Linked DNA regions of Mus musculus: region 2 is linked to region 1. Evidence: chromatin contacts called from public Hi-C data. All regions are on one chromosome and are shown on one strand. The core of a region is the stretch at or near the end of the contact, and the rest is flanking DNA. Distances in the headings are between cores, read along the strand shown. Region 1 overlaps Igfbp7 (insulin-like growth factor binding protein 7). Region 2 has its middle 4.9 kb from the start of Gm34728.

Region 1 (5,386 bases), core at 1,070-3,569:
TGCTGGGGTAAGATTCAAGTGGGCTGTCCTGGGGATCGGCTGGTGGCACAGAAGGGGCCTGGCTGTCACCGAAGGTGGGGACAGGGTCTTTCTGCTAGTGGAGAAGGCAAATGCTCAAAGCAGTGGCTGCCTTCTGTTGGGACCAAGCCCCCAAAGAAAGGGCAGGAGGGGGCTAGTTTCAGGGTCCTCGGTGGCTGGGTTCCCAGCAGTGAGCATTGGTTAAAGGGACTGTGAGCAGATCTGAGGAAGCCAAGAGAGGCCAGAAGATACCTCCCCATTCTTGGTGTTCTGGAACCCAGTAATTTCCCTTCCTCCTGTGAGTAAAAATGCTATTATTACTCAGATCCACCCGTAGTGGGCATCCCTTTTGCTGTAAGCTTCTTTGGCTCTCTGTTCCTGGAGTTGGTAAACCATGGACTGTGACCCAAATTTGCCTTCCTAGTTATGTCTGTATGGCCTCCAAAGATCAGTCAGTTCAAATGTTTGGGGAAAATTAAGAGAATACTATTATTTTGTGGCATGTGAGAACTAGAAGATATTCTCATTTACTGTCCATAAATGTCAGTGGAACAGCTTCATTCACGCGTTCACAGAGTGTCTCTGTCACCCTGGTGGGACCACGTGGTTTGTATTCCAGACTGTGTGACCTAAATATTGTAGATCTGGGCCTTCACAGAAGGAAATGGCTGATTCCAGCTTTAATCCACAGAAGAAAGAGACTAATGTGTAAGCAAGGACCAGGAGAAAGACTCAGAACTACAAGCCTGCTCAGTTTCTCTTGAGCCCGGATGAGCAAAGTCAGCAGGTGATTTCTGCTTTGGCCCTGAAACTCCCACTTCTCACATCAACAGATATGGAAAGAGTCATGGCCCTGTTTGCACTGCAGCATCGACCAACATTGCCTGGATGTTAATTACCTTTCATTAATTAAGTTGCTCTAAAATACTAATTTTAAAAATTACATTTATTTCCTCTTTTTTTGTAGTTCTTTTTTTTCCTTTTTCTTTTTTATTGGATATTTTATTTATCTATATTTCAAATGTTATCCCCTTTCCTGGTTACCCCTCTGGGAACCCCCTAGCTCTCCCACCCACCCACTCACCTACCCATCCCGGCCCAGGCATTCCCCTACACTGGGGCATCTAGCCTTCCCAGGACCAAGGGCCTCTTCTCCCACTGATGTCTGACAAGGCCATCCTCTGCTACATATGCGGCTGGAGTCAGTACACGTGCTCATACAGGTAGAGATGGATTTTGAGTATCATTCTCTATTGCTCTCCACCTTTTTTTTGAGAGAGGTTCTCTTGGTGAACTGGAAGCTCACTTGTTTGCCCTTGATCTCCGAGGCGCTGAGACCGGCTGGTGTTACGCCAACAGCTGCATTCCATCACACCGGCTTGTATGTGGGTGGCAGAGGTCTCAACTCAACTCAATTAACCACGGAGCCATCTCTCCAGCCCACACACCCCTCTTTTTTAGTGGAGCAATTACTATTTTCCATCTACTAATTTGGAATGCCAGGTTTCAGCCCCCTGGGCCCTCCAGAGAGACTTGGGACAGTGTACCTCGGAGGGGAGATAGACCTGGGAGCCTGGGTTCCCACAGAGAGACTGAGCAGCTGAAGAGCTAGACTCCGCCCTCCGGGGGTGCTTTGCCCTAGACTCCGCCCTCCGGGGTGCTTTGCCCTAGACTCCGCCCTCCGGGATGCTTTGCCCCGATTCTGGAATGAGTAAGTTAATTATTCCCTCTGTCTGGGGTCTTCAAGCCTAGTTAAATATCCAACCACAGGGTCATCTTGTACCGGGGGCCTGGGAAAGGCCCAACCTTCCCCTCTTGGCCTGGAAAACTTTCTTGCACAATCCGTATTCACAGGCCACGGAGTCTTCCCCTCCCAACATCTATTTTCAGTGCGTACTAACGTCTGGAGACGGCAAGGAAATGACCCCACTATGCAACGTTCTCCCACTCATCTCAAGGATTAGAGAAGCTTTTAAAACAAATCTCTTGGGGCGGTTTTATTTATTTTTTTCTCCCTTTGTAAGAATACACAAAACAATCAGTTTCGAAAGCTCTAAATATATTTTATGTTTCCTTCTCTGTGGATCGTGGGTCCCAGAAGGAAGCACACACCGTGACTTGGAGTACTGGCTATTTTTTTTTTGCAAAGCTGGACACGGGGAAGCAGAGCGAGGCTGTGTTTATATGTATGTTTCTGGCCTTGTCTCCGACATTTCCTAGTTTGAACGCCCTGATATAGAATGCGGGGCTCGCCCTCTCCCTAGCTTCCTCTTGGCTGCTGAGACCCCAAGGCTTTGACGTCACACAACCGGATCTGGCTGGCCTTTGAACTCCTTTCTCCCACCCCTGTGAGGGCCCCCCACTGCTCTGTCCTTCCCAACAAGGGCTGGGGCAGCCTGACTCAGACCCCAAGGGATTTCAAGAGGTTGTTCTGGGAAGAATATACCAGTATGCCAAAGCTCTGAAGAGCTCGGCTGCGGGGCAGGGTGGAGCAAGGGGGGTCTGGGGAAAAGCTGCTGCTCTCGTAGCAAAGGAGTAAAGCTTCATGGGAATGGTTCAATTGTGAGGATCTGAGTGTCCCCTATGCAACCTGCATTCGTCTTCCCAGACGCACCCGCCTTCATCAGGAGCAGGAACAGTCCTTGCCTGGTACTGCTTCGGGGGTCTAGGAGCAGGCCACAGACCTCCTTCAGCCTTCTTCAAGCAGTTAGGGTTAGTCCTGTTTTACTGAGACATGATCTCCCTTAGTAGTCCAGTTTGGTCTGGAACTCATGATCATGATCCTCCTGCCTCAGCCTTTCCAGTGTTATTAATACAAGTAGAAGTTCTATGCTTGAGCTTTTTAATACGATTCACTGTAGCGAGTAGTTTTTTTTTTTTACCCCCCCCCCCCCCCCCCGCCCCAAAGAGTCTCATTATGTAGCCCTGGCTGTCCTGGAACTCATTTTGTAGACCACACTGGCCTTGCATCATAGAGATCCACCTGCCTCTGTCTCATGAGTGTTGGGATTAAAGGCGTGCCCTAGGCTTTACATTTTTTGAGCCCGGTTATTAAACTTTGATGCAATGCTCTAAAGGGCCCTGTTCTCTTCCTCAATCTTTATGTTCAACTCCTCTCCAAGTAGGTTTTTGTTTAATCTTGAATTAATTTTTGCCTCTATTATGATGTACAGGCCATCTCCCCAAAGGCCATCTATTGCTTCAGTAGATTTTGAGAGGGCCGTATTTCTCCTACTGAATCATTAATAATACCTTCTGGTCTGTCCCTCAGCCGAATGTGTGGGTCTGCATCTGGGCTCTGTTCTGATCCACCAGTCTGTCTGTCCATGTACTTGTATCAGTAGTACACTCCAGGAACCCATTATGCTAAGATTCGAGTACTAAAGGCAGGGCAGGTTTATGATAATGGGTCTCTCTCGGGGTTTCTTGCTATTCCAAGAAAAGAGACTTTCTGGAGAAGTAAGAGTTCCTGAAAAACATCTGAGCCTATGAATACCCTGAATGAGTGCTATCAAGGGAGTGGGAGTGGGAGGGTGAGATGGGGGATGGAGATGGGGATGGGGGGTGAGGGTGGGGGATGGGGTGGGGAGTGAGTTCACAATTCGAACCAATTATGTGGTGAGCTCCCATTGAGATACATAAAACGACTTGACTTGAGTGAGCTGAGTCTACTTGCAGATTATTGAAAACAAATGATTATTGTTCATTTTGCTACCAGGCTATATGTAGAATCCTACAAGTTCTAGATAATAAAAGCGAGCCTCATTCATGCTCTGGGTGGGTGGGCAGGCAGTTCCCGGCAAGACACTGAAAGAAAACCTTGGTCATTATGAATGACCTTGTTGTACCTAAGGCTAAACTCAGGAACACAATGAAGAGTTTAACCAACAGCATCTACATTGAAAACTACCACCCTACAAAAGGGCTTTCAGACCTGGCATGTAGACTTGTGCAGAGGAAAGCCCTATCAATCAATCAATGACTAACTGATGAGGTCATCGGTAGACCTCAGAGTAGGCGGGACAGGTTGTTCCCCATGGTTTTTGTCATGGTAGAATCCACAGGTGTTCAGAATTCTCCTCATTCACCTTGCTCAGAGCTGATACCCACCCAGTGTCTTCTCTACCTCTCAGGCTGCCTGGATCTTTGCCGTCTCCCACTCTGGGAACTTCCTGCTAACAAGCAGGAGAGATAAAGAGGCTTTTCCCATTCCCTCCTCCACTAGTGGAGACTGAATTTAGGGTCTTATACATGCTAGGGCAAGCACTCTACCAACGGGCTCTACCCCTGACATCTTTTTAACTTTGAATTTTGTGTCAGGGTCTGATTCAGATGTCCTGACTAGCCTCAGACTCACTGCATAACCCAGGCATGCCTTGAACTTGGAATCCTCCTGCCTCAACCTCCTCCACAGCTGGGACTACAGACCTGCGTTACCAACGTGGGCTGGGAGACTCTTGGCAAAGGCAGAATGTGGGTCTTACAGGAAGATAGTGGAGGGGTGAGGAGAGACACAGAAAGGACTTCCTAATGACTCGGGGACACCAACAGGGTCCTGGTCCTACGTGCAAGCAGAAGATGAGCTGCTGGTGGATGTGACAGCCCCTCCCCCCAGCCACAAAGGCCCTCTCTGCACATCTTCTGCTGGAAAGTGGCACTGCTGCCAACTCTGTATCCCAGAGTTCAGTTCGAAAAGGTCCTGCTCTGCTTCAGCTCAATGTCTTTATTATCTTTATCAAAGAACTCCTCTTTCTACCCTTTCTTCCAAGAAAGTCAAAGAAAATCCAGAATGCATTTCTGTTCCAAACGATAAAGACATAAGAAAGAAGGAAAGAAGGAAGGAAGGAAGGAAGGAAGGAAGGAAGGAAGGAAAAAAAGAAAGACTTTAATTCACCCAGAGCAGATTTTTTTTTTTGATGTAAAATTCTGAAAATTGAATCTCAAGGCCAGTTGATGAGTCATGATATTGGCGCCTTAAGTTATCTTCTGTGTCTGGATTCCAACTAAAGAGGAAAATCCCAGATTTGTTTTCAGTGCATAGGGACAAACCCAAAATAAATCTAATTATTTGCTTACCCATGCTCTTGCCCCACGAGGGATTTCAGGGTGGTAAACGTCTGTCTAGCAAGCATCCTGCCTATAGGATGTCTGACTCTCCACTGCTCTTCTCTTCCCTCACTCATGCAGGCAGCTCCAGCAAAGAGCCACACTGCCACAGTGATGCAGGCATGGGGGAAATGTCCGCCACCAGGCTCTCCGGACCCCAGTCTCCTATTTCAACTCTCCCAGATGTCTGTGCCCCACCCACACTGCACCTCTTTGCTTTCTTACCTGCACAACTCAGCTAACTCTCATTCAATCCCCATTG
Region 2 (5,386 bases), core at 1,696-4,195, 70 kb after region 1:
TGGGATTGCAGCAGAGCCTTCTGCTATGGTTCTGCTCCTTAGTCATTTGTAGGAGAGCTTCTCTCCTTCACAACTTCCTGGCTTCCTCTTTCACTCACTTTTGCTGGAGCTTGATACAAATTACTTCATTTTGGTGTCCACACATTTGGCACTGCCAAGCTTCAGATCGAAATCTCTTAATGCCAAGGCACTACCCTCGGTGGTACTGGCTCTGGCATCAGTGTTTGCTCACTGCACTTGTTTTGAAAGAGAAATGCTGACGGCTATATTCGTGGGAATATTGGAAACTAAGAGGCCATGTTTGTATTGCCTTCCTGAGAGGTGCCAGTTTTAGGCTTTCCCTCAAGGTTGAAAGGTAACATTTCTGTCCTTACTTTACTTAGTATGGGTTCCTGAAAGCCCACAGAAAGCATCAATAAAGTTGGTTACTGGCTTGAATGTCAAGGTCTTCAGGATTAGACAGGTTGCTCCACAGATTTCTGATCCTTGGCAAAATGATTGGAAGATGCCAGTGACTGACTCCGTAGGCCTTAGTGAAATTTCTGTTGTTCTTCTGGCTCCAGTTTTAGGAATTCACATCGCAGGTGAGTGTATTGGTGGTAAGATCTGTTGGGGGGGGGCAGGGATGGGGTGGGGTGGGGAAGGGTGGGGTGGGGAGTGTTGTTCTGTTGTTATATATATAAATGCTAAATTCTGCCAGGCGGTGGTGGTGCACGCCTTTAATCCCAGCACTTGGGAGGCAGAGGCAGGCAGATTTCTGAGTTCGAGGCCAGCCTGGTCTACAAAGTGAGTTCCAGGACAGCCAGGGCTACACAGAGAAACCCTGTCTCAAAAAACAAAAAACAAAACAAAACAAAACAAAAACAACAACAAAAAAAGCTAAATTCTGAACCCTAAGATCTATCTGGTTGCCATCCAGATAGGGACATTCTCACGTACATAGGCCTGTGTTGTATAAATCTTGCTTCCCAACTTAAAACTATTGGTTAATAAAAGGCCGGTGACTGGACAGTAGAGAGTAGTAGAGGATTGCAGGAGAGATTTCAAAACACTCACCCTTGGCCACCAGGATTAATAAGGATCTAGTGAGGGGTCTTAGGAGAGACCACAGGAGAAGGAAAAAAGACAGAGGGAGGAGGAGGTTGCCATCAGAGGAGATGGACCAGGAGCAAGTGGCTGATAGAAGTGAACCTTGAGGAGAGACTGATGGAATGGAAACAGCCTGGACAAGACTCAAACAGCAAGTAACAGGGGGCGTATGGTTTGGATAGAGGGGAGAAGAGCATAGAGCCTGCCCAGTAGAGGTTACAGCTTGTAAATAGAACATCAGGCTTTTGTGTCTTTTATATGGGCAAGCTAGAATAAATAATTCTTTTACAGAGATTGGTGGAGGCCTGACCGGCTCTAAGAATGGGATACAGACCCAGTGGAGGTGTCTAGGAGGCCAGCAACAGAGTATTAAGAAGGGCTATTTAGGGGAGAAAGGCAGCCTCCACCTCTTTAGTCACTGGGACTAAAGGATAGGGATTGAGGGATAGATACAGATATTTTCCAGATTTGTGTGTCTCTCAGAGGCCATCTTACCAACCTTTGAAATCCTTTTGGTCACAGATTTTAGGTAATTCTACACCCACAGTGTTAGCCACACGTGGCTCATTGAGGACTGAGTGTATGCTATCTCCAGTTGAGTATAGTGGCTGATGCCTGTGTTCTTAACACTTGGGAGCTGAGGCATGAGGATTACAAGTTTAAAGCAAGTATGGGCTACATAATGAGTTCTAGACTAGATTGTGCTACAGAGTGAGACCCTATTTTAAAACCAACCAAACAACAATCCAGATCAAACCAAATGAAACCAACCCATTTCAAGGTATATCTGCCTCGACCCAACAGAGATTCTTATTCTTGGCTTCTTAAGCATTCCTGGTCAATGGAAAGTTTCTACTATGAAAACTTGCATGCAAAAATGGAATCTTTCCTGGCACGGTCTATTAAAATGGAGCCAAGAAGCCTCTTAGGTCCCAGCTGCCTGCTTCAGGGAATATCTTTTCAGCTCAAGCCAATGAAACAGCTGGCATAACTTTACATTGCAACTGACGATGGCGGTGACTTTGTTCTTATGCGTAGCTGCTGCCACTGGACAATCAGCGCTTGCTGGCTTTGGCCACCCAATACAGAGATTCCTTTCAAAACAACACATGGCTTTCTCTGTCCTAATAAAACTTAAGTCTTTTCATGCTCTTTAATATATCAGACTCCACTTTGGCCTACACACACACATGCCCCAATTGGCAAGTCCATTTTGTGTTGTTTATTCTGAGCTAGAATTTTTTTTTTAATTGGCTCTGCATTTGTTTTATTCTGGCAACACCCATTAAAAACCCCGTTATTTTCTAAGGAAGAGAGGCTCATTCCAGTTGTTTTAAAGAGAAGCTTTGCAGTCCTGGTCTCTGGCTGCACTGCCCCAGCGTTGCCCCATTCTAGGCGCTAGAACACCCATCTCCCCCAGAGCTCCCATGAGCTATTTTTTAATTTCTGGAATTCCCCAGTGGCTGATTTCTTGTTTCCTTCACTTCAAAACAATTGGAGTCTGGCCTTTTCTGTTGGGTTCAATTCTGGGAATCGTCTTGCTCCTTAACCCCAGCCAGGCCTGGAATCCTGGATGCCAGCCACTCCCACATGGTAGACATCTTCAGTTAGGAAGCCCAGCTCTTCTTGCTGCCAGCCTGGGTTTGGCTGACATTGGGATGGCTTGCCCTTGTCTCCAGTTGTGTCTTTCAAATGCATTCGTACCTGCCACCTACCAGGCTGTGTGCTTTTTCCTGAACAACTCAGATAGACAGACATCCTTCCTGTCTGCCTTTCTTCCCTCCACATCCCAGCTTACAGCCTTTCCCATCTATCCACCAGCTTGGCCTGGGTGAGCAGTCTTTGTTAAACCTCTTTTCTTTCCCTGGGGGCCTTTAAGGTGGGAGTAAAAATGAACTCTGACTGGGCTTCTCTGGAATCTTGCTGTGCTGTGTTTTCCTTTAGAGTTTATTTTAAGGGATTTTTAAGAGTTGATTTAAATGTTTACTCAGGATCTGTGGGAAGGAAAGGAACCCTTCCCAAAGCATGGAGGGAACAGCCCGGGCCCCAAGAGCCTCCAAGCTCATCCCTCAGGGCTCAGTGCAGCCGGCTTCTAACTCAAAGACCCTTGTCTAACCCTCATCTGGGACCTCCTTGGTGCCGTCAGTACCTTAGCCCTAAGTGCACTAGTTTAACCTTCAGGCTGTGGAGTACAGAAGACAGCATCTTGCCTCAGTTAAAACTGGCTCAGTTAAAGAAAACAAGTAATGAAAACCAGAAAACGTGAGACCGAAAGCCAGCAATTAATTTCTCAAAACAAAACAAAAAACAACAAAAAAAAAACTGACAATAACATCAAGAATAATCTAAAAAACCTGATTCAGCCTTACTTCATCTGCAGTGGATGAATGAATGATTTTTTAAAAAAAAAATCCATCTAGTATATACTGGTCACCCCCTACCCCTAAAACACACACACACACACACACACACACACACACACACACACTCCTAGTTTTAGATACTTGATCCCCAGCTGGCAGTACTGTTTTAGGAGACTTAGGAGTGTGGCCTTGTTTGAGGAAGTATGTCACTGGAGACATGCTTTTGAGATCGTAAAGACTCATGCCATTTGGAGTTAGCTCTCTGCTTGTGGTTCCGGGTGCGAACTCTCAGCTCCTGCTGTAGCCACCACGTCTGCCACATCTGCGATTTCTGTTCTCTGCCATGGACTCTATCCCTCTGGATAGTAAGCCCAAATAAACTCCTTCTTTTGTAGGTTGCCTTGGTCATGGTGTTTCATCACAGCCATAGGAAAGTAACCGATACAGGGTCTTACTATGTAGCTCTGGCTGCTCAAGAACCCACTATATAGACATCAGGCTGGCTTCAAACTTACAGAAACCTTATGTCTCTGCCCCTGAACACCAGTGCTGGGATTAAAAGTAGGCACCACACCTGGTCCCTGCTTGGCTTTCTGATAATTTTCACACCCAGGTCAAATTTAGGTCAAAACTATTCAGAATTCAAAATATGCACCTTTGCTTGGACCACTAGGAGACACCAGAGAAGCAATAAGGCAGTCACAGAAGCCCAGACCTCTGCTGAACACGCACACGTGTGCTAGTGTCCCAAGTGCATAGGAATTGCTGGCGCATTCACAGACCAACAATTATCCCATTAAATAACTCCTCAGAGCTTGATTTAACCATTATGAAAGATGTTTTGATAGATAACATCTGCTGTTGTTTTCAATTAAATATTATACCGCTGAACTTTGATTAAAAAGGGATTTAAACATTTTAATAGCCCCGTCTCTAGAAGAGGGCTAAGTGTAAAAAAGAGAAATGTCACTTCTTTAAATTGTTGGTCCCCTCGCTTTGTTGCTCTATTTTAACTGAATTCCCATTAATGACTGTTTAAAACTCACACAGTTTCGGATGCAGTAAATCGAGATGCAGAAATAGGGTCTCCAAGCCGGCACCGCTGTGTTCCCTCCTTCACTACGGCTACCTCGTTTCATTTTATGCTTTAATTAAACTGGGTATATTTTATGTTTTAGTTTGCTTTAGAACAACTGCCGTGCGTGTAATTGACACTATTTCATCTCTGCTAGAAAGTGCTGAGCTGAATTAAACACACCACTTGCGTTGCCTACTGCATTTAAGCTGTAGAAAAACTGAGAGAGAAATAACACGACTGGTATGTCTTTTCCAAGTTTCTCTGATAAGGGAAAATAACGGACCACCTAATAACTACTAATAAAGACAGAGGAAACCTCTACCTTTAGTGTAACGCTTATCTGTGTGCAAATAGATGTTCAGTAGCATAAGGCACTTTTGCTTAGTAGTTTTCCCCAAATGGTGTATAACAAATGGTGAATGAATGCGTTATGGCTGTTCTACCACTCTGTGTAAAAGGTAGATCTTCACATGCACCTTTTTTTATTTTTGTGCTTGGTCCTATTAATTTTAGTTTTGTCTATTATTTTTATCATCGTGTATGTGTACATGTGTCTAGACATTCACGTGCCACAGCTGGCGTGTGGAGGGTAGAGGACAGCTTTGCAGAATTGATTTTCTCTTTCCATCTTTATGTCAGTTCAAAGGATCAAGCGGAGAAGGTCAGACTTGCACAAGCTCTCTACCCCAGAGCCATGTCACCAGCCCTTCGCTCACACGGTTTTAAACATCTTCAGTCGAGCGATCAGGGTTAGCTTGGGAACATACTGCGGAGAAAGAAAACAGCCTATTTCAGTAGAGTTGGGCCTGGGGACATTTTTGTAAAAGGGCAAGATAGTAAATACTTTTAAATTCCT

Evidence for each region. A called contact is a pair of places that touch in the nucleus more often than the background predicts.
Region 2: a Hi-C map of uterus shows a contact between it and region 1, with 3 times the contacts expected there. The contact joins two enhancer-like sites. A contact is called at or near these places in 2 of 15 datasets of contacts at CTCF or cohesin (embryonic stem cells and pro-B cells), 22 of 484 Hi-C or Micro-C datasets (8-cell embryo, the AML12 cell line, the C10 cell line and 11 more), 8 of 115 datasets of contacts at active chromatin or transcription factors (CD8 T cells, Th17 cells, embryonic stem cells and 1 more) and 2 of 9 other capture datasets (adipose tissue and embryonic stem cells).

What each region holds. Positions count from the first base shown.
Region 1 is chr5:77,356,207-77,361,592 of GRCm38.p6, forward strand. The region is part of intron 1 of Igfbp7 (insulin-like growth factor binding protein 7); the gene reads right to left. Among named protein-coding and RNA genes, the nearest start is that of Gm34648, 28 kb to the right of the region's middle. Within about 2 kb of position 2,320, at least 178 of the 459 cell types and tissues checked have an H3K27ac peak or open chromatin away from gene starts, as enhancers often do. A contact at or near this core is called in adipose tissue and uterus, where this site is marked.
Region 2 is chr5:77,426,081-77,431,466 of GRCm38.p6, forward strand. No RefSeq gene overlaps it. Among named protein-coding and RNA genes, the nearest start is that of Gm34728, 4.9 kb to the right of the region's middle. Within about 2 kb of position 2,946, at least 8 of the 459 cell types and tissues checked have an H3K27ac peak or open chromatin away from gene starts, as enhancers often do. A contact at or near this core is called in adipose tissue and uterus, where this site is marked.